2 separate regions of the Zea mays genome follow, and region 1 is linked to region 2. Evidence: chromatin contacts called from public Hi-C data. All regions are on one chromosome and are shown on one strand. The core of a region is the stretch at or near the end of the contact, and the rest is flanking DNA. Distances in the headings are between cores, read along the strand shown.

Region 1 (2,700 bases), core at 143-2,642, 140 kb after region 2:
CCGTGATTAGACTAGTTAAAACCGTGGTCACGCACCGATGAGCTGCTGCGCCGATGCGCGAGAGTCGCGGACACAACAGCAGGGGGGGCTGCTCCCCCGGCTCCGGTGCAAGCACGCCGATCGCCGGCCGAGTCAGCATCCGCACCAGCACCACCGTATCCTATTCCTTGGTGCATTGCATGGCGGATTCGCGGACCGAGAAAGGACACGATGCGCGGCTCCACTTGGTCGAGCACGCCAGGTGACAGAGATGCGGAGCAGCCAATCAAGGCTGGGGACCCTGCACATGTTACGGGCACATACACGGCTACACCACCGCCACAGGCGACCATCCACAATAGCCATATAAAAATTCTCGTTGCTTGCTCTCACATTCATTTCTTCACGAACGTAAAAAAATTCGGTAAAAAGTATTTCCCCTTGCTTAAAACACGGTCTTGATCTAGACAAAGTTCTACTACATCCATCTTGAAATCGTATTTTAATCTCAGCAATTTACTGTACAACGGGCAGTGCGATCCACCCGTATGGATTGGTTGGGTACGGCCAACCTTAATCTACGGTTGTTGTTGTCTTTTATTCTGGACTATAATGAGTTATGAGCCATTTGATGACCCTAGCCATATCTGACTATAATGAGTTAGAGTCCTACGTGAAGCAACACTTGTATTTTAAAGCCTTGTTGGGTCAAATGATTCTAAATGTGAGTCGAGAGGAAGCTGCTACAAGCCCATGATTTTGTGGAACAACTAAAATATATGCTTGGTTCAAACAACTGCCAACTATAAGTTCTATTGTCAAGTATAGATTCTGTAAGAGTATTGATAACCGTTAACTATAGATTTTATTGTCAACTATAAATTCCGTAAAACCTTGATAGTTTGGTAATATGAACGACAAAAAATATTAAAAATCTAGGATGAACCGTTATTTTGAACTGAACTAAATGAAAACATATTATGATGTTTTATTCTATATATTTTTTAAATGAATCTAGTTCAAAAAGCTAAATCAAACGCATCCTTAATCTCAACATCATCTTACCTTCAACCAGGCCTCTTACCTCGCGCACATCACCACGTCATCGGGAAAACGTCAATCGAAGTAAATAAAAAAGAATGGAGAAGGTACATTTTCAACGAAGAAAAGGAGAATAGTTGAAACTAATCATTTCTCTTTCCTTTGCAAAGGTTGGAAACTAGACCCATTCGGGGGCATCTCACACGCAGACCACCTTCCCCCTCCCCTGACCCTGATGCCACTTCCTCTTGTATCACACACAGACACAGCTCAGCAGCAGCAGTATCGCCCCGCCACCCGGTGCTTTTGTCTCTCTCTCGCTGGGTCTTAAAAATCCAACGCCAACGCGGCCGCCGGATGCGCATTGCCCCCCTCCTCCCTGTCTCGTCTCCTCGTCGTGGCCACCTCTTCCTCTGCTCCCCCTTCCAGGGGTCGTTCTTGGAGCCCCAGTTCCTCGAGCTGCGTCCGCCGGTGGTCGCGTAGGTGGCGGATGCCCGCAATGGGGAGGAGCAGCCGCGCCTGCTCCCTTCTTGGTTCAACTCACCTGCTCCTCCTGCTGCTGCTCTCGGTCGGCTCCGCCGTCGCCCAGAATGGCTCTACCTGGAAGACCCTGAGCGGTAAGCTTTGGATTCGCTGCCTTCTCACTTCGTTTCTTCCAAGGTTCCCGCACTAATTGTGTATGTGGTCTGATCTGGTCGATTTGCTGCCACTCTTCGCTTAAAGATCAGCCCTCTTGCCTGTAAATTGCAATTTTTGTTTTGTTCTACAGCTTGGCCTGGATCTTCAGGATGAGTGTGAACTGGCTGCGCATTTATTTCTTTTTTTGGGTGGGGCGCTCTGTTTCTGTTTTTCTGCAGCAAAATAGTTTTTTAGGGCTTCTGCAGCAAAATAGAGCTTTGCTGGTTTTTAGCACTGTTTGGGAGACTAGATTTCTGATTGGAAGTTTGGGGCCAGCCATGATACCTTTTAGCATCTCCAGCAAAAAAAATGCACGGTAGCCTTTCTAGCTAAGTGGCAATTTTGGTTGGGATTGAATAGCAACATCTTTCATGTTCGTTTCCTGTTTACATCACCGTGCCTCCAAGTGCAAGCCTATGCAATATCACTTTCTTGGTGAGGAACACTCAGTAAACCATTAGCTGCTGGTGTCTACTGTTCATGGGCTGCGTATGACCCATATGGGCGTATTGCTATTTTGAGAACGGGATGGGAGTGGATCAGTTCGATGGATGTTAATTCGGGCGGTGTTTTGAGTTAACCCCGGTAATAAGAGACGATAATTTCAGATGGTCATGCGTGCTTACGAGTTTTATGTCCGTCCGGTAAGGTAATTTTGGTTTTGTAGTTTCTGCCGTAGCACTTAGGGTTGTTCCAGTACTTTTGTCCATCTTCATGACCCTAACAGTACCAATCGTCTCATATTTCCAGGCAAGGCTCCAGCAGTCGTTGCTAAGGGCGGGTTCTCCGGACTATTTCCCGATTCCAGTGACTATGCTTATCAGTTTGTTGGCATATCTAGTTCCCCTGACACCACCGTGTGGTGTGATGTTCGGCTGACGAAGGATGGTGCTGGTATCTGCCTACCGAGCATAAACATGGATAACTGCACAATAATAGCCAGTGTTTTCCCACAAGGGAAGAAGACCTACAAGGTTAATGGTGTATCTACAGCGGGCTGGT
Region 2 (2,700 bases), core at 42-2,541:
GTTTGATCACATCCATTTGTGGAGTTCTTGTAAGGACTGAAATTAGATGGACAATTTTTTTTAATCACCAAAAAATGACAGAAATATTCTCTAATCTTAGGTGTTAATAACAGTGTCATATGGTAAGTTCTAAACAACATGAAAATTACTTAACTATCTGAAGATAGCTGTCCGTATATGTAAACCATAATCGACCGGATAACCTATAAAAGAAACATTACACTGTGACTATTAATGCTACGTAGGATTACTCCAATATATAAAGGACAATGCATATACCCTACCATACTATCTAGAGCAGGCAATGTAGATAAAATGAATTTCTTGAAAATTCAAACATATGATGAGGACTTGAAAATAATTACTATCCTAAATTAAGCCAGTAAACATGAAAGTTGAACCCTAGGGGAAAAAGATGTCTACAAGAAAAGTAAACATGGTCTTTTTTGTTAGGGAAAACATGGTCTGTGAAGCACAAATAAATGTTCAGTCCACCCTCCATTTTCACGATGCCTAACTTAGAAGAAACTCAGAAAACTGTACTAATTTTGGTTTAGGTTGCATCTAGAAATCTTTCATTTCACATTGGACGACAGAAATCGCCTAAAAATTATCCAGTTTAAGCACAACTTTGGTATGCAGGAGCAACATTACCCATTGAAACCAAACATTAGAAACTATAAAAATCACCAACACTTCAAATCAGATTTATAACAGCCAATACTGGCAGCAATGCAAAAATTAAAGTGAATTACCCAAAACGGCAACATGGTGTTGCAAGTCACATGTTATATGGAAGGAATAACTAGAATATATTGCCTTACTATAGATGAATAAAATTCACCATATTTGGACCAAGCGGAAACAGGATGGCAATAAAAGATCATATAGTAGCTCTGTTGGTCACATGTTCCTAGGTTACAGCCAGAAACACAGTATTAAGCTACTTTCTAAGCCCGCACACCTAAAGGTGCCCCGCACCTCTAATTCCCACAGTGGTAAAGTTCGCATGACGTCATACCGGTAATGGTTCCGTGTACGACGGTGCCGTTCTTAAGCTCGATGGTCACCGTTTCGTTGTTCAGCTTCATCAAGAACCTGTAAAAGCGCAATTCCCGCGCCAAAATCCGCACCGATTCGGGCGAAAATTGCACCAAACGAATCAGCAGACTGAAACGAATGGAGGGGGAAAGGGGAGAAACAGGGGGATGCTGGCTTACCTGACGAGCTTCATCTTGGAGGCGCTTGTGGGGAGGTAAAGCTAGGGTTTTTGCGGGGGGAGCTGCTACCTCGAGCTGATTCGGAGCGGGCGAGGAGACATAAAAACCCCTTCTCCCGATTTGCGGCTGTACACTGTAGTCGCGAGATGGGCTAAATGGGCTGTAGCTGGGCCTACGATGGGTCTTCGAAAGGAAAAAGTCTATTTGATATCCCTCAAGTCCGATGGGGAGGTGGAGGATTCGCTTTCGCTGACGCCTGACGGCAACGTGTCGCACCGGCGGCCTTGGCCACTGTCCTCGAGCTCGTCGGCCCGCCCACCTTCAGGTCCAGCGCCTTCACCTTCACCACCGGCTACGGCTAGGCGCGCTCTCAACTTCGAGAGTGCGGACTATGTCGCTGATCGCAGCCGTGAACTCCACCCCAACTTCGACAGGCATGCTTACAACATACTAAAATAATACACCATCTTCACTCTTCAGTAGGCGGTGGCCTTGAGAGCCGAGATCGGATGAGGATTTCCAAATCCTTGTCTCTAGTTCAGTCTCTCTCGTGGGGCTACAGAACCATGGCAGATGAGGAATTCCGGATACTGGGAGATGACCCTTTGTGCAGCAACATGACGATGATCGATCATACCCAGATATAGATACTGAAGTACGGAATTACAAATGATTAGCTTTCCAAAATTCTCTCCATTTGGTTAAACATGAAATTGAGATTTAAAATCAGAGACTCAATTATCTGGAATTGAACTATAACTAGAAACTCTTTCTCTCAATACATAGCATCGCCCTCCGTATTGTGTAGAATTAGGCCGCAAAATTTCAAACTCCAATTCAGTAATATTCAAACAATATAATTAGAATTACATCATTTCAATACCAAATTCAATTTCATGCCTTAAATATTGACATCTAAACGGATCATCAGATTTTTCGTCATGATGTGAAATGCAAATGAAAACAGAAAGCTACTTTTGAATCACTTGTATACATGTCCAGGCGAGCCGGGGCTTGCCGGATGGCTTGAAACCCGACACTGGTTGTGCCCAGCTCGAAACCAGCACGACACATAGCGAACCGAGCCCATGACGGCTTGGCCTGGTCACTGGGCTGTGCCTGGGCTAAGGCGTGGCATGGCAGGCTTCGACACGACCTAGTTTTATTTTTTTCTATTTTTTTCATACAAATACATATCATATGTTTTTGTTGGTTATATGGGTGCGAATAAATGTTTAGAGGTAAAAGGCAACACAATGTAAAATGTTACGGACATTCGTCCCTGAAAGCGTTATCTTCTTCAAAGATAATGATTCCTGGACGAGGGTAAAGGGAGATGATTAACTTCAATCATGAAACAATCCTCCTTCGAGGGTTGTTTATGATCGAAGATTAATGACAGAACAAAAACGTTTCATATTTAATGAATGATAAGCAAATAACGAGGGATGAATCTTTCTTCTTATCATTTAATGATGTT

The links. A called contact is a pair of places that touch in the nucleus more often than the background predicts.
Region 1: a Hi-C map of ear shows a contact between it and region 2, with 4 times the contacts expected there. The contact joins the promoter of LOC100383563 here to the promoter of LOC100286216 in region 2. A contact is called at or near these places in 18 of 25 Hi-C or Micro-C datasets (bundle sheath, ear, endosperm and 5 more) and 2 of 3 datasets of contacts at active chromatin or transcription factors (leaf and seedling).

What each region holds. Positions count from the first base shown.
Region 1 is chr4:132,789,909-132,792,608 of Zm-B73-REFERENCE-NAM-5.0, forward strand. LOC100383563 (Glycerophosphodiester phosphodiesterase GDPDL3) reads left to right here and starts at 1,393. Exons shown (of 9, transcript NM_001176211.1): 1 at 1,393-1,637; 2 at 2,449-2,700. The coding sequence starts at 1,511.
Region 2 is chr4:132,650,933-132,653,632 of Zm-B73-REFERENCE-NAM-5.0, forward strand. LOC100286216 (small nuclear ribonucleoprotein Sm D1) reads right to left here and starts at 1,292. Exons shown (of 5, transcript NM_001159104.2): 1 at 1,221-1,292; 2 at 1,022-1,098; 3 at 155-203. The coding sequence starts at 188.